7 separate regions of the Mus musculus genome follow, and regions 1, 2, 3, 4, 5 and 7 are each linked to region 6. The links are chromatin contacts, called in public HiChIP or PLAC-seq and promoter capture Hi-C maps. All regions are on one chromosome and are shown on one strand. Each heading gives the region's core, a stretch centred on a gene start, on an enhancer-like site or on the middle of the called end of the contact. The rest is flanking DNA. Distances are from core to core; before and after follow the strand shown. Region 1 holds the start of Htr1d (5-hydroxytryptamine (serotonin) receptor 1D). Region 2 holds the start of Wnt4 (wingless-type MMTV integration site family, member 4). Region 3 has its middle 20 kb from the start of Gm31295. Region 4 holds the start of Luzp1 (leucine zipper protein 1). Region 5 holds the start of 9130020K20Rik (a long non-coding RNA gene). Region 6 holds the start of Ephb2 (Eph receptor B2). Region 7 overlaps Gm31295 (a long non-coding RNA gene).

What was found. Promoter capture Hi-C pulls out the DNA fragments that hold promoters and counts their contacts. HiChIP or PLAC-seq counts read pairs in DNA pulled down with a chosen protein or histone mark.
Region 1: an H3K4me3 HiChIP or PLAC-seq map of embryonic stem cells shows a contact between it and region 6, with 5 times the contacts expected there. The contact joins the promoter of Htr1d here to the promoter of Ephb2 in region 6. A contact is called at or near these places in 2 of 39 promoter capture datasets (hippocampal neurons and liver), 1 of 484 Hi-C or Micro-C datasets (myeloid progenitors), 2 of 115 datasets of contacts at active chromatin or transcription factors (embryonic stem cells and pancreatic cancer cells) and 1 of 9 other capture datasets (embryonic stem cells).
Region 2: an H3K4me3 HiChIP or PLAC-seq map of embryonic stem cells shows a contact between it and region 6, with 16 read pairs. The contact joins the promoter of Wnt4 here to the promoter of Ephb2 in region 6. A contact is called at or near these places in 7 of 39 promoter capture datasets (the 3T3-L1 cell line, cranial neural crest, embryonic stem cells and 2 more), 3 of 484 Hi-C or Micro-C datasets (all in embryonic stem cells), 5 of 115 datasets of contacts at active chromatin or transcription factors (bone marrow-derived macrophages, embryonic stem cells, neural tube and 1 more) and 1 of 9 other capture datasets (embryonic stem cells).
Region 3: a promoter capture Hi-C map of hippocampal neurons shows a contact between it and region 6, with 3 times the contacts expected there. The contact joins the enhancer-like site here to the promoter of Ephb2 in region 6. A contact is called at or near these places in 6 of 39 promoter capture datasets (cranial neural crest, embryonic stem cells, hippocampal neurons and 2 more), 1 of 15 datasets of contacts at CTCF or cohesin (the NIH/3T3 cell line), 2 of 484 Hi-C or Micro-C datasets (cerebellum and embryonic stem cells) and 1 of 115 datasets of contacts at active chromatin or transcription factors (stem cell-derived neural progenitor cells).
Region 4: a FOXA1 HiChIP or PLAC-seq map of pancreatic cancer cells shows a contact between it and region 6. The contact joins the promoter of Luzp1 here to the promoter of Ephb2 in region 6. A contact is called at or near these places in 1 of 39 promoter capture datasets (cranial neural crest), 1 of 484 Hi-C or Micro-C datasets (embryonic stem cells) and 4 of 115 datasets of contacts at active chromatin or transcription factors (embryonic stem cells and pancreatic cancer cells).
Region 5: a contact with region 6 is called in an H3K4me3 HiChIP or PLAC-seq map of embryonic stem cells, with 3 times the contacts expected there. The contact joins the promoter of 9130020K20Rik here to the promoter of Ephb2 in region 6. A contact is called at or near these places in 1 of 39 promoter capture datasets (hippocampal neurons) and 1 of 115 datasets of contacts at active chromatin or transcription factors (embryonic stem cells).
Region 7: a promoter capture Hi-C map of liver shows a contact between it and region 6, with 2.3 times the contacts expected there. The contact joins the enhancer-like site here to the promoter of Ephb2 in region 6. A contact is called at or near these places in 4 of 39 promoter capture datasets (the 3T3-L1 cell line, 3T3-L1-derived adipocytes, liver and 1 more), 2 of 484 Hi-C or Micro-C datasets (the HPC-7 cell line and embryonic stem cells), 3 of 115 datasets of contacts at active chromatin or transcription factors (all in embryonic stem cells) and 2 of 9 other capture datasets (embryonic stem cells and pancreatic islet).

The regions. Positions count from the first base shown.
Region 1 is chr4:136,422,071-136,425,889 of GRCm38.p6, reverse strand. Htr1d (5-hydroxytryptamine (serotonin) receptor 1D) reads right to left here and starts at 1,278. Exons shown (of 2, transcript NM_001285484.1): 1 at 1,140-1,278.
Region 2 is chr4:137,275,389-137,279,057 of GRCm38.p6, reverse strand. Wnt4 (wingless-type MMTV integration site family, member 4) reads right to left here and starts at 1,423. Exons shown (of 5, transcript NM_009523.2): 1 at 1,302-1,423. The coding sequence starts at 1,378.
Region 3 is chr4:136,365,813-136,369,580 of GRCm38.p6, reverse strand. No RefSeq gene overlaps it. Among named protein-coding and RNA genes, the nearest start is that of Gm31295, 20 kb to the left of the region's middle. Within about 2 kb of position 1,455, at least 7 of the 459 cell types and tissues checked have an H3K27ac peak or open chromatin away from gene starts, as enhancers often do. A contact at or near this core is called in hippocampal neurons, where this site is marked.
Region 4 is chr4:136,468,381-136,472,176 of GRCm38.p6, reverse strand. Luzp1 (leucine zipper protein 1) reads right to left here and starts at 2,416. Exons shown (of 5, transcript NM_024452.2): 1 at 2,327-2,416.
Region 5 is chr4:136,345,316-136,349,077 of GRCm38.p6, reverse strand. 9130020K20Rik (a long non-coding RNA gene) reads right to left here and starts at 1,786. Exons shown (of 2, transcript XR_881499.3): 1 at 1-1,786. It overlaps Hnrnpr (heterogeneous nuclear ribonucleoprotein R), which reads right to left. Exons shown (of 11, transcript NM_001277121.1): 11 at 3,097-3,762.
Region 6 is chr4:136,834,300-136,838,259 of GRCm38.p6, reverse strand. Ephb2 (Eph receptor B2) reads left to right here and starts at 2,248. Exons shown (of 16, transcript NM_010142.4): 1 at 2,248-2,490. The coding sequence starts at 2,430. Gm31536 (a long non-coding RNA gene) reads right to left here and starts at 2,325. Exons shown (of 5, transcript XR_881502.3): 1 at 374-2,325.
Region 7 is chr4:136,387,962-136,391,584 of GRCm38.p6, reverse strand. Gm31295 (a long non-coding RNA gene) reads right to left here. Exons shown (of 3, transcript XR_390837.3): 2 at 3,511-3,623; 3 at 2,592-2,829. Among named protein-coding and RNA genes, the nearest start is that of Gm31295, 2.3 kb to the right of the region's middle. Within about 2 kb of position 1,279, at least 2 of the 459 cell types and tissues checked have an H3K27ac peak or open chromatin away from gene starts, as enhancers often do. A contact at or near this core is called in liver, where this site is marked.

The sequences.
Region 1 (3,819 bases), core at 29-2,528, 410 kb after region 6:
GAACTCTTAGGCAACCCGCACCCCCACCCCCGTGAAAAGGTCGGTCGAGTCTCAAAGGGGTTGAGACTCAGAGTTTGAGGACCACTGCCATAAAGCAATTCCCAAGATGAGATCTGAGGTTGCTACTACAAAGCCTGGCGAGGAAGGCCGAGTTCCTGTCTGAGGTCAGATGTAATACTAGGCAGTGATTCCATTTGATTTTGCAAAGCAAACCTGGAGTGTGGTCGTTGTCACTCTCGTTTCATATAGGAGGGAGCCAATGCTCAGAGGACTAAGCAGCTAAGCAAGTAGCCAGGGCTAGTTTGCTAATGTGGCCAGCCTGAGAGTATTAGGATCTTAATCTCTGATGGTCCCCAAACCCAGCGAGTGGGAGCAGGTGGGGGTGGGGGTGGGGGTGGGGGCCGGGCCGGGGGCGTTGAGTATTACATTCTACAAGTACTGAGACTTTGGGCAAGATTTTTGCCACCTTCTTCCCATCTGCAATAAAGCCAATCTCCCTGAGCTCTCTGCAGTTCTGATGTTGCTCGAAAAGCTAGGATTTGCAGAGAACTTTACCGCGTATAAAAAGGCATCCACGGTCTCTCACCCACTCCCACCAATCCGCAGTGAAGGGAAGCGTCCTCTCCATTTGAGAGATGTGCACACTGAGGCTCAGAGAGAAGCAGTGACCTGCCCAAGGTCACAAGCAAGTCAGGGCCCTTTCCAAACCCGAGCTCCAAACTGGACGCTCCTTCAAGTCCCCTCCCGTACTGGCGTCACCCCTGACCTGGCCGGTAGAGGGCTCCCCGATTCCCTAGGCCGTCACCGGGGCCACCTGGGGGTAGACGTTTCACCTCGGGCCGAGGTGGGGGGGCACTCTTGTCCAGTGGGATCTTCCCAGAGCGCGGGACACGGAGGACGCTCTCCCAGGGTCCCGCAGCCTCCCCTGGGGAATCCCTCCACCCACCCCACGATCCAGGGCTTTGGACAACCATCCGGGATGCTCCCTTCGGGCCCCGATGGTCCTTTGGGACCGTCTTTCCGTGCGCTCCTGTCCCGTCCGAGAGGCGCACAGAGGCGGGACGCCAGGTGACCCATCAGGACCCGCCCGGCTAGGCTCAGCCCCGCGAGGCTGCGACGCCCCAAGCTCCCGCGCTTACCAGCTCCCTGCCGGGAGGTACGGAACAACGCCGTGGGCGCCTCGCACCCCTGAGGGCTGCAGCCCGGCCTCCTCCACGACCCCCGCTGAGCTCCGGGCGCCGCCGCCCTCCGCGCCTGCAGCTCGGGCTCCGGGCTCCTGCCCGCGCCCGCCGCTGCTCCGTGCTCTGCTCCCCGGCTCCTCCCCCGCTGGGCTCGCTCCCCACTCGGCCTCCCGCCCACAGCAGGGGAGGCCCGCCCGGAGCCCCTGCCCCAACCCCACGGTAGGAGGACGCAGGGGATGCGGGTGGAGGAGGCCCACCTGTAGGAAGGAATGGACTGTCCGGGGAAAGTGGACCGTGCCTAGACTCCATCCGCGGGTTCCTCACAAGCTGAGTCTCCCGCCCCCTACCTTTAATTTAGCAAGTATTTATCGATCTGCTTTATATCTGCACCGGCTATGCACTGGGCTTAAAACCATTGTGCAACCCCCGCCCCTTGGGGCTCACGTTCTACTGGGGCGGATACGATGTACTTAATGAGATGACAGATGTTTCAGGAGGAAAATAAAGCAAGAAAGGAGGTGGGGAGTGGACAGGGTGGTCGGAGGCGGTGGGAGGGCGGGGGAGGGGAGAAAGTCTCACCGGGAAAGCAGCCTCTCAGGACAGACCGGAGGTAGGAAGCGTCCCGGCCACACACCAGAGGTGGAATGAGTACAGTTTCCTGCTGGGCAAGCAGAGTGATCCCAAAGTTGGGGCAGCAGATATGACCGCCAGCTCCCTTATTCAGCGTTTAGTAGGGGCTGCGGATGTAGAGAGCCAGAAAAAGAAAGAGAGAGAGAGAGAGAGAGAGAGAGAGAGAGAGAGAGAGAGAGAGAGAGAGAGAGAGAGAGCTGAGTTCAAAGACAGGGAGGGCAAAGACTCCTGCTTGACCAGGTTCCTTACAGCTCCGGTGGACCTGGCCTTCCGTGTCCTTGCCCACCCACTGTGTCTCCTTACTGTTTGTATATTCTCATGTCTTGTTATCACCAGCATCCACCAGTAGACTGGTTATGTGTTCTTGATGAATTGACCCTATTAGCATCATGAAGTGACCGCGACTCTTCATCCCTGGTAAAAGTTGTGTCTTTGAGTCTCCTTTGGGGGGGAGTGCATAGGGAGATCCGGAAACACCCACCAGCACCCACACAGCTGTTTGACATCTGGCACACCAGCACACTGAGAACTCAGCAGCTATTCCACGCCTTGCTTGCAGCGTCCTTCCGTGTCCTTCTATTTGCGCCAAACTCTCTGCCCACCTGGCCCTCCCCTTCCGCCCCCACCCCTTGCTCTCCTGGTCTGTCATTTGTGATTGGCTTGGAGCCTCCATCTCTCTCAGTCTCTCTTTTTTGGAAGGCTGTGATCAATGGTCATTAATAATGCAGAGGTTCTTTTTGTCTTAGCGCAGATCCCAGGCAAATAAATCCACGGCATGAATAGACAGGAGTTATGGGCAGCCACACCTCAATCAGCCGTCTCTCCTCTCTTTAGGCCCTTGGCTCTTTCCCCACACTGGAGATGGGGAGATTGAGCAATGCCAAACATAGGTGGCCTTAATATAGGCTGTGCTACTAGTGTCCTGGCTGAACCCCTGTGGAGGGCCAGAGGGTCCTGATACACAGCCCAGCATGGCAGCTGCCAAGGTCCTACCCTGAGGTCTTGCAGCTGAAAACTACATACTTTAGAGTAGACAGTGGCATGTCACGAGTGTGTGTGTGTGTGTGTGTGTGTGTGTGTGTGTGTCTTTTATCTGAAGCAGCCCTGGGGAAAGATATGCGCAACATAGCTCAGTTGGAAGCATACTGGCCTAGCATGCACAAACACCTGACTTCAACACCCAGCATCTAATAAACAAAGAGTAGCGGCACATGCCTTAATCCCAGCACTAGGGAAGATTAGAAGTTCAAGGTCACTGGCTACATTCACAGGGAGTCTGAGCCCAGTCTAGACTCTATGAGACTGTCTCAAAATAATGATGATGGTGATGATGGTGGGGGGGTGGGGGGGAAAGAAGAGGAAAAAAGGAGGAAGAGGAGGAGGAGAAAGGGAAGAAGAAAGGACAGGAGAAAAGGACACACCTAAAGCAATCAATACCTTCTAATAGCACCTGCTTATAGAACTGCTCAGGGCAATGTTGATGGAAATAGCTATGTGTATGGAGGGAGTTCACTTCAGATTCTCAGTCCTTCCCGGGACTAGCATTTGTGCAAAGTGCCATCTCTGCCGCCCCCCCCCCCCCCGGGAGGAAACCTCCACACAGCTGGGGAGAGCAGAATGTGGGAAGCAGAAGCAGAGGAAGAGGTATACAAGCCCTTGGGTATAGGCACATGGGAGGGGTCACCCTGGCCTTGAGCCTCCAAGACAGGCCAGAGGCATCTAGGCAAGGGGTGCAGAGAAGGTTCCCCAGGGGCAGTCGCTGTGCAGAGGCACCAAACAAACAACCAAACAACCGCAGGACAGGTACTTGCTGCAGAGGCTTTGGATGGGACGGAGCTGTAGGGAGTAAATGACCTGTGCTGGAGGGGCAAGACAGGCAGGCTTAGAGAGGCTTGAAGGCCAGGTGACAGGGACCTCTTTTCACTCCTGGGCTGAGAACTTGAGAAAAAGTGTAAACAAAGGCACGGCCTGACCGCACAGGGCACCTCGACAATCCTGGTGCCCTGAC
Region 2 (3,669 bases), core at 174-2,673, 440 kb before region 6:
TCTCACTGGGGGAGGGAGCATTCTGCAAGAAGTGGGGGGCGGGAGGGGAGGGGACGGTGGCTGTGCCCTGGTTTCTGTCCACTCTGCCACTGCCCCTGAAGTGTTAATCAAATTAAGAATCCAGGAAAAACAATGCAGCCACTTTGGGCCTCAGAGGAATTGCGAGCTCTCGGAACAGCTGGGAGAATTCCACATCACCTCAGTCTCCCAAGCTCTGGGTGGCTCTGACCCCAACGAACACACTCCTTTCCAGTCTCCAGGGCCCTGGCTGGCCACAATGACCTCATAGCAACAGCCATTGGACACTCAGGGCAATTTCATGGGAGATATTTGTTCTTTGGTCTTGATGCAGAGAGAATTTTTCCTTTCCCACTGTCTCCATGGAAACCCCAGCTACACTGTTGGCTATCCCCCCTTCCCACCTCATGCTTTTCAGATCAATACAGGAGCTTGGCTCCCCACTGGCTGCCCACAGTGGAAGGCTGCAGAGCTCTGGGCAGGAGAAGTTGGGGCCAGGGTTAAGCCTGGGCCATAGGAAGTGCCACTGAGGAGGGATGAAGGAGTCTAAAAGCTGGTTCCTTGTTCTCTTAGTCACTAGCTCTTTAGCTCGCCTTCCCAGGGATCCTCCCGAGCGCAGACCCAGTCAGGGAGAGACACACAGGTCACCAGTGGTTACCACCCCCTTCCTTCTTAGGCAAGACCCTTAGAGGTGGATGGGGGTTGTCGCCTTCTTTATTAAAGGTTGGGAGAAGTTTCTTCCTGCCTCAGGGAACAGCGAGGAGCAGCCAGAGCCAGCCTGCGGGCTCTCAGAGGCTCGGCGCCCCGGTCCTGGACTTCTATGTTTGGCTCCCGCCCCCCAAGCAGAAACAGGTCTCTGCACGCCTCCAGCTCAGCCCGCAGCGCGGCGCGGCGCAGCGCAGCGCGAGGAGCTCGCGCCCAGACTCCTCGCGGTTAACCTGCTATTATGCTCGGGACGCTTTCCCTCGGAGACCTGTCAGCCCGCCGGTTTGCGCCTCGCTCCGTTCCCGGGCCACCGCCCCGCGCTCGCACCCCCGCGCGCCCTCGAGCACCCAAAGGAGCCTCCCGGTGCAGACGCACTGCCAGCCCTGCTACCCCGAGCCGGACTGGGGCAGCAGGGGTCCCGGGACCTCCAGAGGGAAGACCGGACAGTGGTGGTGGCCGGCAGGAGGAACCGGCGGGAGCGCGATCCTCGGGTCCCACGGCTGAGACACCTGCCGGGAGCCCCCTGCGCCTGTGGCCCCGGGACCCGCCCCGCCCGCCCGGTCCCCGGCCCGACTTACAGCCAATTGCTCGCGGCGGCCGAGAACACGGCGAAGACGAGGAGTCGCAGGGACCGCAGGCACGAACGGGGGCTCATGGTGCCGTGCGCGCCCAGCCCGGGGCAGCGGCCGCAAGGCTCCCGTCGGGGCGGCAGGTGGGCGCCGCGCGGACGGGCTGGGGCGCCGGGCCGGGGCGCGCGGCGGGGCTCAGCCTCCGAGCAGCCGGCCGCGCCGCCCGCTGCTGCGCCCGCTGCCCGGCGGACCCGACTGTCAGCGCCGCCCCAGAGCCGGGATGCGGCGGTGGCGGCGGAGGCGGGCGGGCGGCCGGCGGGGCGGGCCGGGGGCGGGCCGAGGATGGGGTTACCTGGGCGGGTCCAGCGGCGTGGGACAACCCCCCCCCCACGGGGGCGGTCCTGAGCCCGCGGGACTGGGCTTCTCCTGGGGGGCCTCCCCGGCCCGGCGCCCGGACGCGCTCGGAGCCTCAGCCCCGCTGCTGCAGGCACGCTTGGCCGCACGCCGCCCAGTTGGGCCGAGCTAGAGGCGCGGCGACCCAGCTGCTGGGTCCCCGCCCGGGGCCTTAGGGACGAGCGGGCACAGCTCCCCCAGCCCGCCGCTGCGGGCACTGCAGCGCCGCCCTGGCCGCGCCCCGCGGCCCCCCGCCGGCGCCTGGGAGCCGGGATCCCCGGCCGACCCCGGCGGAGCCACCGGAGCGAGAGCGGCTGCTACTCGCGCGCACCCAGTCGCTCGCGCTCAGGGCGCACCAGGCTGGGGTGCCGCCCGGCTGTCCCCACCGGACCCCTCCCCGCCCTCAGGCCCCCGCGTTCTGTGGTCCGGCCCCTCCCTAGCACTCACCTCCCTCCAGCCTTCCCGGAGCTGGACAGGGGCCTCTCTACTTCGGGCAGCTTGGGACAGTGGCCTGAGACTCCGGGAATCCGAAACCTCGCTTCTGGATCGCCCTGAGTTCTGGCGCGCTCCAGGCAGCGAGGTTTTGAGCGAACCCCTTGCCTTTCTGTGTAGACCTTCTGCTTAGGAACTGGAAGGCTGTGGAGGCTTCCTTTTAGCACAGGAACCAATCTTTGCTGTCTGCTTGGGTTTCTGTTCGATTCTTTTATTACTTCTCCCACGTCAGGCAGATTCAACCCTTAGCTTGGTGTCTGGCACAGAGTGGGTGGGTGACACGTTTGTGGAGTGAATGAATGGAGTGGAGATATTGCTTAAAAACCCATGCCTGGCTGGTGCTGAAGCTCAATTCCGTGTTAATAGTTACTTGCCATGGCTGGGCCACACCCTCTCCAGGTCACTGATAGAGCCCAGACTCTGGCCCTGCCTGAGGCTACATCCCACTGAGCTAGAGGAACTCTGTCTAAACAGGACACGAAAGCCCAGAGACCCTACTCAATCTCACTAAAAGCAAGGGGGAGAGAAAATGACCTGGCCTCTGCCCTTCCAGAACCAACTGTTTTCTCTATGTGAGTTTGGCTGCCCACCCCCACCATGGCCACGTTTGACTCCAGTTGTCTGGGTTAACCCAGGAGAGACTTGATAAGCGTTTGGCATGGAGGCTGAGCAGAAGGTGGTAGGGATCCGTGGAGCCCCGGCAAAAGTGCAGATGTGAGTTCATGTACCACATGTCTAAATATTTGCAGGTGATAAATCAAGCTAACAAAACGAGGAATAAAATATGTCCTAGCCAGCTCTCAAAAAAACACGCTTTCATAATAACATGCAGAACTGCTCTGAGTGTGAGCTTCTCACACTGCCTGGGTCCCGCATATGCATGGTGCAGCAATGAAGTGCACAGAGAGTGACCCTGGTGCCTGGTCCTGACTCTCACCTTTTCCCACTTCTGCCTTTCTTGCCCTTTACAGATTATTTTGTGCACACATGCACACATCTCAGCTTGTATAGACAAACTTGGTCTCCCGTTCCCTCTCCACCCAAGCCCTCCACCCATTTGAAAGCTGTGCAGTCTTGGCCAGTCCTCTGCCTTAGGGCCATACACACCAGTGTGCAGCCACTCCAGTCTGATCAGCTTGGATCTGCAAGAGAGATGCACCTATCCTAGAAGTTAGCAAGAGTCACCTGGGCAAGGAAGTGTAGGGGCCTGGATCTCCAGAGTGAGACCCAGGGAGGGGACACAGGCTCCAGATGACCACATCTCTTTGGCCCCATGATCTTCTCTCTCTCTGTGTTTAGAGTCAGTGAGCTAGAGAAAGGCCAGACTGTGGGGTGTTCAGGGCAGGGCCACTCTTAGGTTTAAGCGTGGTACAGAATTACTAAGCTATTTTGAGCCACCATGTAGATCCAGTATAGTGAAGATAATAAATAATTTAAACAACAGTAGGCTATTAGTTTAGGGTGCCTATTATAGCCCCTTTCCAAATCGAGA
Region 3 (3,768 bases), core at 206-2,705, 470 kb after region 6:
TTACATGTCTAGCCCCTAGTATTAGTTTGGAACACAGATTCTGACAGAAACTAACATTAATTATCCAAAAGGCCCAGAGACACACTGCCTTCCAATCAGTAGGCAATAGAGGATGGAAAAGGGCACTTTCCTATCCCATATTGTAGAAAGGTGTTTGTGTGTGTGTTAATTAGCTTAGCACACAGAGTATCCATGATGTATGTGTTCTGCGTTGACTCTCCTTTCTGTCAGCGGCTGAAGTGCAGGATCAATGCCAGCAGACCCAAACTCGCCTCAATATTTCAGGAAACACTGAGCCCCAGAGTCCAGACAATGACAGACTGTGACAGAGATGATACGGAAAGAGTCTCAACCATCACAAGAATCAAACATGTGGCTGGCTGCCTAAGCAGAGGTGCAGCGAGGGGCGGCAGGGGGTGGGGTGGGGGCGAGCTCTGGAATGACTGCTTTCATTTCCACCATAAAATAGCTGGTCCGTGACGAGCTGCTATGAGAAGCTTCTGCCTCCGATCACTGGCTCTCTCCGAGTAGAGGGCAATCTAAAGGCTCGATTCCTGCTCCCTGGCATTCCGTGGCAACAGACAATCTGAGTGCTACTATTCTAGTTCTGAATAATGTCTTCATGAAGCTAATTTAATTTGTTTTTTCTTTTTGTAGTAGTGGGGATCAAATGTAGTCTTCTGCGTGCTAGGCAAACATTGTACTCAGGCCCCTGCCCCACCGTCTCATAGTTAAGATGACTCAGTCAGCTTGGTCATTTAAAGGGAAATCTTCCTGTGCGGAACGATGCCTCTTAGAGGCTAGAGGACTCTCCAGTTTTCACAGCTCTAACGAAAGGTAAAGGGAGGACCAAGGCCTTAAGCCAGTGGTTCTCAACCCGTGGACCGTGACCTCTTTGGGGCAGAATAACCTTTTCATAGAGGTCACCTAAGACCACTGGAAGTCACAGACATTTACACTACAATTCATAACCATAGCAAAATGAGTTATGAAGTAGCCATAGAAATCAGTTTGTGGTTGGGGGTCACAGCATGAGGAACTGTATTCAGGGCAAGGGGAAGGTAGAGAACCACTATCTTAATTGAAGGCCCAGTTCTGGTGTCTGCTTGTAAGCTTATTACGTAGGTGACTCACAGAAATACTGCCCCTTTGAGCCTTGCCCTTTTAAAATTGTGGGGTTTTTTTGTTTTGTTTTTTTGTTTTTGTTTTTTTTTTTAGGGCAGGGTTTTTCTATGTAGCCTTGGCCATCTTGAAACTTGCTTTGTGAGTTGTGCCAATCTTAGATGTCATCTGCTTCCTCCTCTCTGTGCTGTTGTCCTCTGCCACACCTGTCTGTGACACCCAGTGGCCCAGATCACTGGGATGCTAGGCTAGTGCTACCTTTGAGCTGTGACCTTGACTGTTCCCTTGCTAACCCAGGGAGGGACGACTCAGCCGCAGCTGCTTCCAGCAGCAAAGCAACGCTTGTTTCAGAGGGAAAGCACAGAGCTTGCCTTAGAAGCTGACTGAAGGCAGACTGAGCTGGCAAAGGAAGCTGATCAAAACTACACACACAAGCTGGTTACTGTAAGTGTGTATAATCCCACAGGGTTTCAGCATGTTGGCTATTATGTAATAGGCTTGTTTCCTGATTCAACCTTCCTAGCCTTTATCTCATCTATAAAATGGAAAGACAAGAGTTGCAGTTTTCAAGGGATGATGCGAGCAATGGATCTCAGTGTGTGACTGTGTATGTAAAGATGCTGCTGTAACATCTTATATAGCCGTATGTGCTCACGTAACTTATATATGTTGTGATACAGCCATGTGGCACTGTGATGGGTCACCCCAGTCGCCCTCCATCATACTGCATGGGTGCCAGTCATTTTACTGAGACTATGAGGTTAATAATTTTTGACAAAAATGTAACTATGAGGCTAGAGTTTTGTTTTGTTTTCCCTTGTGATGCCGAGACTGAACCCAAGCCCTTGGGGATGTAGGCAGGTGCTACCTGTCAGCTGTATCATAGGTTGTCTTAGAGCTCAGTTTTAAACGTTATAAAAATGTAAGGTCAATGACTTGTATGAAACACATAAACTAACGAGGCATAAAGAATACTTACAGAATTACCATGCTGACAAAAGGCAATGACTGGGGTGCTCTTTTCATGCCATACCTCCTGGCCAGTCTGCCTTCCTGGCTTTGGTTTATAGCTTTGTGACATGTGTGGAATCACACTGTGACTTGTTGGAATCCTCGGTCACCACTGCTTATAAGATTCACCTAGTGTTGGGACCTCAAGCACACTGGCATTATCAACCTGTGGTGGTTTGAATTTGCTCAGCCCATGAGAAGTGGCACTATTAAGAGAAGTGGTCTTGTTAGAGGAAGGGTGTCAGTGTGGGGTTGGGCTCTGAGGTCCTAAGCTCAGGCTACACCCCGTGTGTAAGAGGTCCTCCTAGCTGCTTGCAGAAGATATTCCTGCTGCTGCCTTTGGATCAAGATGGAGAACTCTCAGCTCTTTCAGCACCGTGGCTGCCTGCATGCTGCCATGCTTCCCACTGCGATGATAATGGACTGAACCTCTGAACTGTAAGCCAGCCCAATGTTGTCCTTTATAAAAGTTGCCTTGGTCAGGGTGTCTCTTCACAGCAAGGAAACCCTTTTTGAAATGACTGTAGTCAGTTCAGCCATTAGAAGCAGATGGCAGATGAATGGCATGGCATAGTGCTTGCATGGCATTCATGAAGTGCTGTATTTATCCCTGGGAACACACACTGGCCTAGTTGTTTTCCTGTTGCTGTGGCAAACATCATGACCAAAAGCAACTTGGAAAGGAAAGGGTTTATTTCAGCGAATACTTGCAGGTTATCCAACACTGAGGGAAGCCAGGGCAGGAACTGAAGCAGTCACCATGGAGGAATACTGCGTACTGAGTTGACTCAGACCCTTTCTTCCTTTATAAAGATATATATTTGTATGAGCAGTTTGCGTGCAAGTATGTCTGGGCATCTTGTGTACGACTGGTGACTGCTGAGATCAGGTGTTGGATACCCTGGACCTGGAGTTATGAACAGCTGTGAGCTGCCCTAGGAGTGCTGGGAATCAAACTTGAATCTTCAGCAACAAGAGCTTTTAACCTCTGAGCCATTTGTCCAGTTCACAGTTTCCTTTTTTATACAGGCCAGGATACCTGCCCAGGGTGGCATTGCCCACTGTAGCCTGGGCCGTCCCAAATGAATATTTCATCAAAAAATGTCCACAGATTCACCCACAGGCTAATCTGATGGATTGGTTCTTCAGCCCCAATCTTCCCAGGTGACTCAAATTTGTTTCAAATTGACAAAAACAAGCATGCGCACGACACACACACACACACACACACACACACACACACTATGTTGTATGCAGCACAGGTTAACTTTATGTGAAAGAACAGTCCATTCTACTTTTGGAATTTGGCGTCTATGTAGGGGGTGTTTGTGTGTGTCTTATGGCATGTGCAGTGGTCAGAGGACAACTTTGTGGAGTTCTCTTTTACCTTTCTTTTATACCTTTCTATGGGTGCAGGTGGTCAAACCCAGTTGCCAGGCTTATGAAGCAAGCCAACAAGCAGATCTGGTTCTACTTTTTGACATTTACAAATGACAATTTGTAACTTACAAATGTCAAACTTACTATCAACTCATTTTATCTTTTGTTTGTTTTTTCAAGACAGGGTTACCCTGTGTAGTCCTGTTATGTCCTGAAACTCACTCTGTAAGGCAGGTTGGCCTCAAACTCATGTAC
Region 4 (3,796 bases), core at 1,167-3,666, 370 kb after region 6:
TAAAATACTTGAGTGACTTACTCTAAGGACCTCAGTGACCCAGTGGGCTGACTTAAAAATGCAGAAACTAAGTTCCTCAGTTCCCAAGGCAGCATGGTGGAGAGAACTGTGGGCTTTCCAAGCTGACTTGACTTTTGAATTCCAGTACCACTACTTACTGATTATATGCATGAGCTTGGGATAGTCACTTTTACATTCTGACCTTCAATTTGCTCAACTAGCACTTCACAGGCTTGCAATGACTACGTAATATACTCAATACTCAGTATTATTGAATGACAACTCAACAGTATGAGTTTCCTTTCTTGGTCTTCAGGCTTTAAAAAAAAATATGGAGGAAGGCTAATTAACAAACAATCCATGTTATGGGAACTAGAGAGAGGGCAAAATGTTTAAGAACCCTTCTTGCTCTCCAGAAGACCAAAGTTCAGTTTCCAGCACACATGTCAGGCATCTCCCAACCATAGCTGCCTATAACAAAAACTTGAGAGGGATCTGGCCTCAGAAACACCTGAACTCATGTGAGCATTCCCATACACAGGAAGACAAATCTTTTTTAAACTCCATGTTATTAGTGGATGGTCAGCTGTGAACCTATACTTCCTGCCTTCATAGTCCAATCCATCCCTTACCCATCCCACTATTTCTAGTTTTTCAAACTTTAGCTGCTATGTTTAGAAAAGTGATTTAATTTTAGAAACCTGGAAAATTCTTCCGAGTAAATTGAGCAAAACCTTAATCTGCCCCAAGGGGAAATTCTGTGCAAAACAATTATTTCTAACAAGAGAAGAATTTTCTAAGGGGGTTATAGAATTTAACCACACAAATGCCACCAAAGCTGCACACAAAGTGACAGAAGGCAATCTGGAACATACTGTACAGATTTTCCCAGAGGAAATAGCCTCCCCTCATCTGGGGTTGCTAAATCTTCCTAGGTGATCTGAATTCTTCCCGGCTCTGTCACTAGTCCAGATCCTTAAGCCAGAACCACAGACAGCAGTTGGAAAAAAAAATAAAATAAAAAGGACAAAAAGAAATACCCTGAACAAACCCCAAATCTCAAAAATATCTTCCAAAAGGCACTGAGGTCCAGAGAGTTATTTTCTCCTGAATGGACAGAAAAGCCACCACGAGGCGCTCAGAAGCACAATCCTTTCCCCCAAGGTCATTCAAGTCATCGAAGGTGCGACAGAGAATCTGCAAGCTGCTCGGTTAAAGAACACTGCGGAGATTTTTTTTTTTTTTTTGGAGGTGTGTGAAGGGGGATGGGGGGGGGGGCTGCCTGCTCTCTTCCCCTCTCCCACCCCGAAGTGTGAGCACCCGCCTCGGCATTTCCGAAACAAGCCACAACAAGCTCTGCAGTGTTAGGAAAGGGGCTGACGCGATGAAGAAACAGATGCTCCATAGCAAGATGGGTCTTTCTCGGCCGGCTGAGGCTCCTGCGAGGTAATTAGCAGAAACCGCAGGCACCTCGGAGAGGTCCCCACCGGGCTGCGGAACCCACCAGCCCCGCCGTGCCAGTGCCCGTGCCCGGGACGCCGGCTTCCACCTCGCTAGTCGCCTGGCCAGCCGCAGGCCAAAAGCGGCTCCCGAAACCGCACTTCATTCCTGCGCTTCGGGAAGCCATGGCTCCCTTCCCTGCCGGGCCGCGGGGCGGGGTGCGCGCTGCGGAAAGTTCACCGCGGCGGCGGGAGGGGGCCGGCGGCTACCCGAGTGCCCCTGCAGATTCCACCATTAATTAGTCCTCGGGACTGTCGACTGGCAACTTAAACAAAGCGAATGCCTCGAATTCCTTCCCGGGCCGCGGCGGTCTGGCCCGCGAGACGGGAGCAGCGCGCCGGCGGGAGCCGCGCGGGCGGGCGGGCGGGCCGCAGCCCCGGGGCCGACAGCTGCGGACGCCCCGGGGCCGCCGCGGGCCTCTCCCCGGCCCCCCGCGCGTCGCGTCCCGCACACCGGCCGCGGCCCTTCCTGTCCGCTCACTTCCTTCCTCCCGGCTCGCCGCCCCGCGGAGCCCGGCGAGGACCCCGACGCCTCCCTCCCTGGCCGCCACAGCCGCGCTCGCCCTCACTCGGCGTCTCCCCAGTCTCCTCAGAAACGTCCCTCCCCCTCCTCAGGAAGAAAAAAAAATCTCTGAGTCTCTCCCTCCAACTCCAGCCACACTCTCTCCGGCTGGCCCACCGGAGACCTCCCCTTCCCGGCTCCGCTTCCAGAACCCGCGCGCACTCCCCGCCGTCCCCGGGACACCCCGGCCGAGACCCCCTCACCCCCGGCACACAAGCCGGACTCCCAGGCCGCCCGCCTCGCCACACTCCCGCCGCCGCCTCACCTCAGCGGCTGCGGCCCGCGCTCCCGCCGCCGGAGGATCCGGCGCTCCGCTCCCAGCGGCCGGCGCCTGCTCAGGCTCCCCCAGACTGACAATGAGGGGCGGGGCCTTGTGTGGCGTCAGCGCTCCGGGGCGGGGCGTATGCCAGGCCACGCCTCCTTTGGTCCTTTTTTTAAGCCCTCCCACTTCCAAGCCCAAGGTTTGAACCCAGCCAAGTTTTCATTGCCTTCCTAGCTAGGTGCCCCGGACCTGGGCTAGGCTCCGGAGGAAACCTGACTTGGAAGGCAAGACCGCGCTCAAAAGAAACGCTTTCAGAGACGTTGGGAGGGTGCAGTAAAATCGTCCATGCAAAGGGATTAGGGCCTGAAATGAAGTCATCGCTCAACCAAACACCTCTTACTCAGTGAGTGTGGAGAAGGGACTGGGCGTGGCTCAGAGGTCATGACTTCTAGTCCCACTGGCTCCACATTCATTCCTCAGGTGCTGCCAGGAAAGTCCTTTCCCATCTATATCCCTTACTTTTCCTTCTTTAAAATGGGAATCGGCAGTGGGCCACATGGTCTCAAAAAGTCCCCCCAATGCCTTCTATGTACAAAGTACTAGGGCCAAGAGAACCCCTGGGGGGAAGTGGACTTTGAAGGTAGCTCAGGACCTAAATCCTGCAGCGCACAGGCCACATTCAGAGACGTTCTGTGGGCGCCCTCCCACGCGCTGGCACCCAGCAGCCTGCACAAGCCGGGACACAGATGGCTAAGAGCTGCTTCCTCTCTGACTGCAGGAGTATGGCTGGTCTCTGGAGACGCCTCTTGTGTAAGCTCTTTATTGCCTATGGAACAAAGGCCAAATCCATGGCCTGGTATTCTCACTTCCTACCTTCATACACACGCTCTGAAGTTTACCCAAACTTCCCTTAGCACACCCACCGCTTTCCCACATCCGCCCTTCTGCTTGTCACCTCATCTCCTGTGTGCGTCCTCCTATTTCTCCCAAGGCAAAAAGACCAACCCTCTTTGCTCTCTGTACCTGGTGGCATTGACTCCAGCTCTCACAGGGCCGTGGATACATTATAACTTGTATCCTGTTGACCTCCAGCTGGGTGTGGCAGTGGCACATTCCTATCTTTAATCCCAGCACTCAGCAGGCAGGTGCATTGCTAGTTTGAGACAAGCAGGGCTACAAATAAGAAAACATGTCTTAAAAAATAATGCCATCCATGGCCATGAGCGCTGGTAGGCAAATGCTGAAGAGGGTGAAACAGGAGAATCACACATTTAGGGCCAACCTGGAGTACCCTTTGGGGCTGGGGATACAGTTCTGTTGGTAGAGCATTTGTCTAGTATGCACAATGCCCTGGCTTCAATCACAAACACTGCATAGTTGGATGTGGTAGCATATACCTCTAATTCCAGCACTCAGGAGGTAAAGCCAGAAAACTCAGGAATTCAACTGCAGAGACCGGCATAGTAGCAAATG
Region 5 (3,762 bases), core at 537-3,036, 490 kb after region 6:
AAGGAGAAGCAGCAGCAGCAGCAGCAGCGGCGGCTGCTACTTCGTGTGGTAGTATACACCTTTTGTCCCAGCACTCTGGAGGCAGAGGCAGGCTAATCTCTGAGTTCAGAGAATTACAGGACAGGCAGGAAGCAGCTTAAAGAACAAACCAACCAACCAGTAACAAAAAAGCTTTTAGCTTTTCTACTTAGCTTTCTACTAAGGTTTTCTTCTTTTGTTGAGCCCCAGAAATGTGAAAAAATCATGACCTTGGCATCACCTAGAAGCTTGGTGCTGATCAATCAGTCAGATCGACACAAGAGAATCAACTACAAGACCAGCATTAGCCTGGGAAATGAACTCAGAGACAAGAGGGAATCTGAACATCTCTGAGGGCTTCTATCCATGTCAGCGTGTGGAGTTAAGTGATAACTGTGACCGGAACAACTGCAAACATCTCATCAATCCCCAGCATCCCTTCCAAGGACTTTAGGAAATTGTCTTTATGTACTGTACGAGCTGGCTTCCAAGAACCTGGGGATAGCAGAGCCTTCATTTTAACATTTACAAAAAAATGGTCTCATTCGGACTTTTTTTTTTTTTCATTTAGAGAAGTCAAATAGAAATTGTTACAATGAATGAACATAACTACATTGCTCTCCACAGCATAAGAATGAGTTTCAGCAACAATTTTTACTCTTGCTTATATTTGAAGGATAGTCTCCCTGTATAGCCTCAGACTTTCCTCCTGCGGCTGCCTCCAGAACACTGCTCCAACAGGACTTTATGGGCTAACAGGAGGCACATCAAAACTAAACACACACAATGTAACCAAAATCTGAGTGGTTTTTCTTTTGTTTTTGTTGTTATTATTTGTTTTTTGAGACAGGGTTTCTCTGTATAGTCCTGGCTATCCTGGAACTCACTCTGTAGAAAAGGCTGGCCTTGAACTCAGAGATCTGCCTGCCTCTGCCTCCTCAGTGCTGAGATTAAGGAGTGTGCACCACCAGTGCCTGGCTTACTTCAACCATGATGTGCTGGAAAGACATTTAAGTTCTGACCAAACCAACTGAGGTATTCTAACAACAGCTAAATGAATAAATCCCATGATACTTATCAGGTTCAATAACAGGATTTGTTTGGTAACATTTTGATCAATATAAAGCACACTTCCTTTTAAGCCTGAAATTTTAAACACTGACTAAAAATAGCTTTTAAAGTATATTATTTTTTATTTAACCTATTTTAAAATCCAGGGAACCAAAAGCAAGACTTAAAGGATTCTTGGCTCGAGCATAAAATTAACCTCCCAAGAACACATGGCAGTGACCAAGGCCTCAGTGGAATATGAGACCTGAAATAACGCAGTCCCTTTCCGTTCAAGGAAATGCTTTCTTCTCTGCACAGCTGACAACTGCAGAATGACTTTCTCAGACGATGCTGCAGTTCTCACATGCACAGCTGTGAAGCTGAGTTTTAGGCTAATGAACTTCTATGTGATTTTTGAAGGATGCTGCTGCATAGTTTAAATAATTTTTATATAAACTGACTACCTTGCTCAAGCTGGCCTCGGCCATGAGTCTAACTGTACGATTTTATGAATTAACTTATTAGCATCATGGTGGGAAGCTAAACGCTATTCTTTGTGCACAGGAGTAAGTGCTACTAAACTATTTCCACAGACTTCTGCTCTGCTAACAACTAGACCCTAATGGTTCCCAGAAGCATGGTGGCACAAGCTTTTAGTCCCAGCACTTGAGAGGCAGCAGACATGGGAAGACTCTTAGTAAAAAAAAAAAAAAAAAAAAAAAAAAAAAAAAGTTAGGTCATTATCTAGGAGTCACAAATAACTGAAAGAAACAAGGTTTCTTGAAGAAAATACCTGTACCTGGTCCTAATTTTTCTAAAATTTCTAGAAAAGCAGTATCTTCAAAGATATAGACACAACTACCCTGGAAAATATTCATTAAACTAATTTCTTTAAACGAAGTAAATGAATTCAGGGTTGAGACAGCAGTAAAGATAGCCTAGAGACATCCCAGACTAAATGTGGCCCACATCTGATCTTGGAGCTAGGCAGGGTGGGGCCTGATCAGTATTTATACCGCACCCCGGCCTCTGCCCTACCCTGGCTATGACAGTCTCTCAGAGAGCGTTAGACACTGCTGCTTTGAGAACAGCCCTTCCTGTTTCACTGAGTGATCTTCTGACCTGGGGACAACGGAAAAAAACCAGAACAGTAAACTGAAAACCAGTGACCTAAGGGAAGGCCCATCACTCTCACCTCATAACTTAACTTTACCAGCAATCCTCATTCACAAGACAACTCGGAATGTATCTAGACACCTTCTTGCTACTTATTCAACTTGTTTTGATCATTTGACCCCGATGACCATCTCCTAAGCCTTTTTTTTTGGTATTAGTAGCACAGTTAAAGATGGCCGAGTAAGTGTACGACTTTCAGTAAATCTCCATTGTGAGCGGCAGAGCTTCCTTCCACCCTCCTCACTGGTGAGGATCTAAGTATGCCCTTGAGGAAAATAACAGAAGAGAACCGCCACATCAAGCCAACCTGCAAGAGAATGGGAGCTATATTAAACAGATACTAAACTTACACGAAGGCAGAGAACTCTTCCATGGAACTTCCTGTTCACTGGCAGTATTTTTCAACCACAGACCCAAACCCTCCAACACAGCTTGCATCAAATACCACCTCTCTTTGTGGTACCACGCTATTGCTCAAGGCAATAAAAAGCCTACTGCCACCATCACACGGGTGCTTCCATTTGCCCCTTCACAGTTTCTCTAGACCACTTCCAATGTTGTTAAATTTTCCTCTGAAAAACTTTATTGGAGCCTAAAATGCCAGAGTCAACATTTCTGCCTGATACTTCTGAGCCCAGGTCTTACAAAGGTACTCAAGTACCCCGGGGAGAGCCCCGCCCCGCAGGGATTCAGTAAGTAAACCACTTTGCTACTCCTTAACTGGCTTCTTTCAAATAGGTTAGGACTGAATTTGGGAAGAATTTTGAGTGTAAAAACCTAAATTACACAGCTGAAGACTCTGTTTTGTACAACTGAATTAATCACACCCCACCCCAAATCACCAACACAACATTTTGAACATGTTAAATTTTATTAAAAATATTAACATCATACAAATATTCCAATACAGGTATGGTACATGAACACTGTACCAAAAGCAGGTTTTTCTTGAAATGATTAAATGGACATGTCATGTAACTGTCCCAATTTGGATATATCTCATGTTACTGTACTGTAGTACACCAGAAAGTTTTTTAGTGTTTTGTAGGCATTTTCTGTCCAATTCTAGAAATAGCCAGAGAACATAACTCTAAATACTGCAGTGACTCTTTAAAGTACAATTCCACCTATTTTCTTTAGCAGGCCAGAAGCACCTCTTTAGCCAAATCTTTACCTGTGAAAAACCACAGTAAGTAATGTTCTGAGATCCTGACACAGCTGCTACATGGACTGGAAGCCCCTTATTGGAGCAATTTAAGAGTTCTTCCATAGCGCCCACTTCCTTTCTGGTCCCATCAAGTGTATTTTGTTGCAAATGCATATGGTTAATAAATTGTACTGTTATTTCTCTTAATTTACACAAACTCATCCAAATTGAATGTCCCTAACACCATTAACTTTATTCCCAAGAAGCTGTTTAGTGCAAGCAACCAAGTTCTACACCTCACTTTTTCTGGCACTGATGCACGCACAATAAAATGTGGACAAAGGAACAAAACCTTAACTCAACCCTGAAAC
Region 6 (3,960 bases), core at 999-3,498:
TGGGACAAAGGCGGAGTCGAAGGCAGTTGCCAAGAGAGCAGAGAGGAAGGCCTTGGATGGCTGACAAGACTCAGCCTTTCTATAGGATCTCAAATGGGGAATCATACAACACGGAGGGAGAACGGGATGGGGAAGATACGGGGCTTTGTTTATTGCTACAGTGATTTTTTTTTTTTTTTTTTTTTGCGTTTGGCCAGGTAAAAGTCCAGACTGCTATCAATTAATGATAAGGTTTTCAGTGACTGTGGGAAGTTGGCTAACTGAATAAACGTGTTCTATGGACCTATGCAAGGCCCAAGGGATGAGTGTGGGTGTCAGACACTGCTTGAATCCTAGCTCCGATGCGCTATTTGGCCTTGAGCAGATGACTTACCTGGTCCTCAGTCTCATCACCTGAGATGGCCTGCACCTGCCACCAGAGTTGTGACAATGGAGGAGAGGAAAATCTGGAAACGTGAACAGCCCCGAGCCTCATCCCTGGTACCCGGGTTCTCAAAGGATGCTAAAATCTAGTATTTGTATTTTGAATCAAAAAGGATTTTAAATCAAGAAGGAAGCAATTGCTAGGGGTGGGTGGATGGTGACAAGGGTCCCCAGGGGATAGAAAGAAAGCAGAGCTGAATCCACCCAGGATGTAATAGATGGCCCATAAATGTTTCTGGAAATGGGGAGGGGCCACCTGTATACACCAGGGATGGAGGAGAAAAGGCTCAGAGTCCACCAAATCCTAAGCCCCTTGGTTTGTCTGATGAGGAGAAACAGAGAAAAAAAAAAAAAAGCCAGGGCACCCAATTAACTTCTACCCCAGGCAGGAGTCTGCAGGCAACACGGAGTGGAAGGTGTTGGCAGAGAGGGTGATCTTCCCTGTTGTCTTCTATTCTCCCCGGCTCACTTCTGTTCTGCCTCCTTTGCAACCTTCGAGGCCCACCATTTCCAGGTGGCCTCCCAGGCTGAGGTTCATTTCTGATGGACTCTCAATGCTTCAAAGGGTGCCCCAAATTTCCAAACCTCAGTTGGTGTCTCAGGACAGTCTGTCTGATGGGCCTTGAAGGGAAGACATCTCTGGGACGTTTTGTTAGTTTGTGGGACAAAGGGACTGGAGAGGTCTGCACTGGACTTTTAACAGCTTGTCTCTCTAAAGCATTCTTCCACCCACTGCAATGATCATGGCCAGTGCTGTTGGCTAAGTGTGTTTTCAGGAGCGCGGGTCCCAAAGGCTAGGGGCCCTGCCTGGGTGGTTCCCGCAGGATCCCTCCAGTCCTCCCACCACCGGTCTCAGCAAGCCCGCTAATGATGATGGTGATGAAGGCTGTCAGAGCAGGCTGGGCCCGCAGAAATGGAACAAGGGGTTGTGTCCTCCCCGAAGGGACAGCTATGCACAAAACCGAGCAGCCCAGACAGGTCCATTCCACCGAGGGGTGGAGTAGGGGCTGTCGCTAGGCACCCCCCACCCCCGGGCCTCCTCCACACCCCTGCTCGCAAACTGCACCGGGAACCAGATCAACAGAGGAGAAATACAATGTGCGGCTGGGAAGGTCCGCGGGGAGGGGCCGGTGGGCTCGCGCAAGACAACAAGGCAAGGAGGGAAGGCCCGGGGTCTGCCTGCCAGGGCCCGCCACTCCTGCCAGAGAGAACCCCGGGCCCGCGGGCGAGCGCCAAGGCCCACTCTCCCAGGCAGAGGCCCCAGCCCAACCCTAGAGCCTGGGAAAGCCGCCTGTTTTGTTCCCAGCTCCCCCCTCTTTCCCCCCCTCATTCATTGCAGTTCAGTCCCTTTCGAAGCCGCAGGGACGCGGGTGGCAGGGCTCAGGCAAGGGGGTGGCACTCCCAGTCCTGACAGGTAGGGCCAGTCCCCCGGCTTTGGGCAGCCCCTTCCTCGTTCTCCGCCCCCCCGCCCCGGGTCCCCTCTCTCTGCTCCTGTCAGCCGCGCCAGACGATCTCGGCTTTGCAGCATTCAATAAAAATTGAGAAACATTTGGGCTGAAATCGCTGCTTTATCTGGAGGAGCCACAGCGCCGGGAGAGACCACTGCTGCGCGGGGGGGATTCCGGGGTCCCGGACACCCGGGTGAGTGGGGTCACGATGCTCCAACACGGTTGCTGCCCCATCCGAAGGGACTCAAAAGATTTAGAAGATCATGACTCGGGCGTGGTGCAACCCGTGGGTGCACCGGGCAGAGGCACAGGATTGGCAGTCCAACCCCGGCTCCCCCCACGCCCGCGGCTCAGGTGGGCCGTGCCCAGCGCTGGCGGAGCCCGGGTCCCCGTTCTGCCCGGGCTGGATGGCTCATTCTGCTGGCTGCGCGGCGGCGGCGGCTCGTGTGTGTGTGCGCCGCGCCCCGCCGCTCCCCGCCGGCCCCCCGAGCCCGGGGCGCGCGCTCCAGCCCGGGGGTCCCCGCGGCGCCGCGGCCGGAGGCTCCGGGCAGCGCAGCAATGGCCGTGCGCAGGCTGGGGGCCGCGCTGCTGCTGCTGCCGCTGCTAGCCGCCGTGGAAGGTGAGCGGGGATGGGGGCGGGGAGCGGCCGCCTCGGCCCCGGGTCGCCCCCTCACTCGGCCCCGCGGTCGCAAAGTTTGCCCGGGGGCCGGTGCCGGGCGCAGGTGGCCGCGGGGAGGTGTGGCCGGCGGCCACCGCTGGGAAAGACGCGGGGCCCCGCGGGCGCCCGGGCGAGCGGCGGGCGCTGATTGACTGTGCCAGGAGGAGGCGAAGGGACCATCTTGCCGAGGCTTTGTAGCCAGCCGGGTGAGCGCCGCCCAGGGCTGGGGGGTCTTACCACTGCGCGCCCGCCACCGAGGTCCCCGCATCCCCGCAGAGCCCGGCAATGCCTCGGCACCGAGCTCAGGGGCGCGGGCCCGGCGCGCAGTGGGTGCTGCAAAGTTTGGCAGGGAGCGTTCCGAGGGAGGCACCGCGGCCGCGCCAAGGATTGGGGATCCCTGGCCGCGCCCCCTTGGATGCAGCCTGGGCCACCCGAAGAGCAGGGGCACCCGTGGAGTGGAGCGAAGCGCGCGTGTCCCCCACCCTCGCGTCCGTGCCCGCCCGGTCGCTCGCGGCGTACAATGGGGTCCCCTCCCCAGCAGGACTGAGCGGGGGATGGGGCGATGGGCATCACTCTTGCGCGCCGGGTTCTCCGGGTACCTCCGCGGGCCACCGCCCCGTGGGCGACAGAGCTCAGCGTGGAGTCTGGAGCCCCGAGAACTCTCCAGCTGCCGTCAGAGACCGGACCAGATGCTTTGCCATGTGTTGTTGGCCTTGGCCTGGGTCTCTGGGCCTCTCCCCGAGGCCTCGCGCTGTGGTACCACCCGACCCCCCGGGGGCGGGAGTGGCTGCCAGGTGGTCGCAGCTCGCTGGCTTTGGAGGAAAAGTTGTTAGTGGGGGTCTGGGTGTGTCCACCAGGAATGGCCGGGCTGGAAGGACCAGGCGTGAATCCTAATAATGGTTCTCACGTGTACTGTGCTCTACAGTTTGCCAGTCGCTTCAGTTTATGAAGTACTTTGCTCTCCGTGGTTTACAGCGTGCTGCACGGTTGACAAGGTACTTGAAGCCTTCTTTGCAAAGTGCTTGCCGGCCGACAATCTGTGTTGAATCCTTCAGAAGTCTTCCGGGAAGCCAGATGGGTCGAATTTTTACTGGTTTTTAGCAAATAGGGAAACCGCGGGTTCAGAAAAATCCTGTCTCAGCCCTAGCCATTGGGTGATAAAAATAGGCCCTGAGTCTGAGGTCTTTCAAACAACTGGCTGGGTTTTCTTACCCCTAAAGAAGGTGACCCGTTCTAGGAGTGTGCCACCGAGGGCTTGAGGGGTGAGACACAGAGTGCCCTATTCTTGGGTCACTTTGGGGTGAGGTGTGAAGAAGCCTTGAGGGCTCCAGGCACAGCCACTCCAGGCATGGTGGGGGACCCCGTGCTATAACTTAGTTTCTTTCCCAGTAATGAGCATTTTAGTGACCGCAGTGGGGAGGAGAAGGGGGG
Region 7 (3,623 bases), core at 30-2,529, 450 kb after region 6:
TGGGTGGCTCACAACTACCAGGAACTTGAGCTCCAAGGGATCGGAAGCCCTCTTCTGGAATAGTCAGGTATATCACACGCGTGGTTTGCACACACACTGTGGTGGACGAGGGACCTAAGCAAGCAGTCTGGCTCAGGGCCAGGGCTCTACCTTCCTACACTCCTATACAAGATCACTATATCTTACAAGATCACTCCAAAAAGCCTGGTTACTGTCATCTCATCTTAAGGATAGTGACCAAGACTCGGGTAGATCGAGTGACGCCCTTAAGGTTGTATTGCATATATGTGGCAGAGTCAGGGTCCAGTGGAAGGCTTATGTGTAGTCTTTAGTTTTTTTAAAGATGTATTTATTTTACGTATGAGTGCTCTCTCTGCATGCATACCTGCGTGCCAGAAGGGGGCATCAGATCCAAGTACAGATGGTTGTGAGCCACCATAAAGGCACTTGGAATTGAACTCGGGACCTCTGGAAGAGCAGCCAGGGCTCTTAATCGCTGAGCCATCTCTCCAGCACCCAGACTTATACATATTCAAAGTCCTTGCTTCTCACTGTCCATCCTCTTTTGGTGAGTTTGTGCCCAGCTCTCTGAGGAGCCACTGAGACAGAAATTATAAATGCTCTCTCAGGCAGGACACATTTATCTTTGTTATGGAGCTGTCACAGAATCGATAGATAGAAAGTCCGCTTTGTAAGCAAAGTGTTAGGTAAGACACCTGGTCACAGCCAGGTCATACTCAGTGACACAGGATGAGGACACGGGGCTTGAATTGCTTCTGGCTCTAAGGCTGGAGTTGCCAGGAAGCTCAGGTTCGAAGCCCTGCTTGGGGCTGGAAATACAGTGCTCACCTTGAATGCACAACACCCTAGGTACAGTCTTCAGTGCCATAAAGCCAAAGCAAGGCACAGAGCCCCTAGAAACACCCCCTTTCCTTTCTTATCCCTTCAACCCCCATCCCCCATTTTTAAAAAAAATTTATTTATTTATTATATGTAAGTACACTGTAGCTGTCCTTAGATACTCCAGAAGAGGGCATCAGATTTCGTTACGAATGGATGGTTGTGAACCACCATGTGGTTGCTGGGATTTGAACTTGGGACCTTCGGAAGAGCATTCGGCGCTCTTAACCACTGAACCATCTCGCCAGCCCCCGTCCCCCATTTTGAAACAGGATCTCAGGTAATTCTGGCTGTCCTTGAACTCCTGATCCTCCTGGCTCCACCTCTCAAAGCTGGGATTAGAAGTGTTCACTACAGAGCTTGGCTCAACTCTCTCCCTCACCTCTTGCCAGAGGAGAAAGTCCAGGATGGGTATGCAGGGATTCCGTTAGTGTCCGTGGCATACTGACTACAGGGGTGACATGATGGTTTCTTCTTTCACAGTTCTACTGGAGGTGGAATGGGAAGGCTGAGGCTGGAAGCCCCGTAGAAGTGGAAGACTGGGGCCAGAAGTGAAAACCTGGTAAACACATCCTGCGTGGAGTTAGGAAACTGTCCATAGATTCCCCCAGGTGGCTTTTCCTAGGCGAGTCACCTATACAAACTCATTAGACTGTGAGCACTCCAAGGGGACAAGAGCCTGGAGCTCTGTCGCCTGGGCTCAGATCTCAGCTTGGGCCCCTTGTCCATGTGGACAACTTCCTTTCTCTCCCTGTGCCCACAGTTCCCTCATCTGTGAATTGGGAACGAAATGACACCTGTTCTGCAGCATGCAGTTAGAGTTTATGTACATTGCCTGCAAAATGCCTAGAGCAGTAGGGGTTTTTGGGTGTTTCAGGTTTGGGACGGGGTTGGGAGAGGGGCAGGGCTGGGGTCCGGGTAGGTATGATGTAGTGAGTGCTGCCTCTTGTCCTTACTGAACCTTGTATCCCCTAGGCTTGGCACAGGAAATGCTGATGGCAACAGGTGACTTCCAGCTCTCCCTGTTGTCCCATTTAGGGATGAAGCAGCAGGAAACGGCTTCAGTGCAGCGGCCCGCAGCACAAGCTTGCCAGCCTCTGCTGGCCTGGCTGCACTTAAGAAAATCTGTCTCTTTTGCCCTCTGTCCAGCCTCAGCCGCCCCCTCTGGGTGTTCCCTAAGTAGCTTCTGTCTGAAAGCAGAGAACTTATAGCAATCCTCCTGCCTCAGCCTCCTGAATGCAGGGATTAGGAGCATGTGTCACCACATCCAGATCTTTTTTTCAAATTAGGTGAGACCTAAAGAAATGTTAAAAATCTTAAATAAATTAGGAGACAGGTAGAACCAAGATTTGAACTCAGGCTGGCCTTACTCTAGAGTTAGAGCTGAGGAGCATGGAGCCTGAGGCTGTTAGGAGACCATGGACCTTAACCAGCTTTTTGCCAGTATTAAAAATACACGAAGCAACAATTTCTTTTTTTTTTGAAGGATTTATTATTTTATGTATGTGCATACACTGTCGCTGTCTTCAGACACACCAGAAGAGGGCATCAGATCCTATTACAGGTGGTTGTGAGCCACCATGTGGTTGCTGGGAATTGAACTCAGGACCTCTGGAAGAGCAGACGGTGCTCTTAACCACTGAGCCGACGGTGCTCTTAACCACTGAGCCATCTCTCCAGCCCCATTGTTGTTGATTTTCAAGACAAGGTTTCTCTGTGTAGCCCTGACTGTCCTAAAAGTCCCTCTGTAGACAAAGGTGGCCTTAACTCAGACAGCTGCCTGCCTCTGCCTCCCAAGTGCTGGGATGACAGGAGTGTGGCAGCACACCTGGATGAAAAGAGATTTCTTCAGCTCGAAGATTTGGAGTTAGTTGCATTTGGTCTCTGGGGAAGGTGCGTGGAATGTCAGGACAGAGTAAGTGTTCACATCTGGAAGCAGTAAGCAGAAGGGAGAGGGTGGGAGCCAGCCTTGCTCCCTCATAAGAACCCCCTGTGAGAAGTATCCTAATCTTCTCCCAACGCAAAGCCCAGCAGCCCCCCCACCCCCCACCTCACCGTGCTGACTCAGGGACTTTACATTGACCCAGCCCCGGCTTTGATCGTCCTTATGAGAGCTCCAGCAATCAGGAAGCTGAGGCAGGAGGATGGCTGTGAGTTAGAGACCAGCCCACAGTGTAAAACTATGTTTCAAAACATAAAGGGGGGCGTGGAGAGGGAAAAACAGAAGAGAGGAAGGAAGAGGGGGAGGAAGAAGAGGAGGAGGAGGAGGAGGAGGAGGAGGAGGAAGAGGAGGAGGAGGAGGAAGAGAAGGAGAAGAAGAAGAGGAGGAGGAGGAAGAGGAAGAGGAGGAGGAGGAAGAGAAGAAGAGGAAGAGGAGGAGGAGGAGGACGAGGGAGCACCAGCCAGCAGAGCACTTGCTTAGCATACATAAGACTCTGCATTCAAACTTCAGCACCACAGATTATTTTTGAAAAAGTGATAAAAATGTAGATTTGGGGGCTCAGAAGAAGGCTTAGTCAGTAAAATGCTTGCTACACAAGTGTGAGGACCCGAGTTCAGATCCCAGCACAGCACCTATCTAAACAGTTAGGTGGGGTTGTGTGCACCCACCTGCCTGGAGCAGTTCAAGGTGCGAGCTCTGGTTAGCTCATGGGGAAGAGAGGGGTAGGAACTCCACCCGAAGCTGATGCAAGTCTTAAAGCCAGCGCTCCTCCTCAGGAACT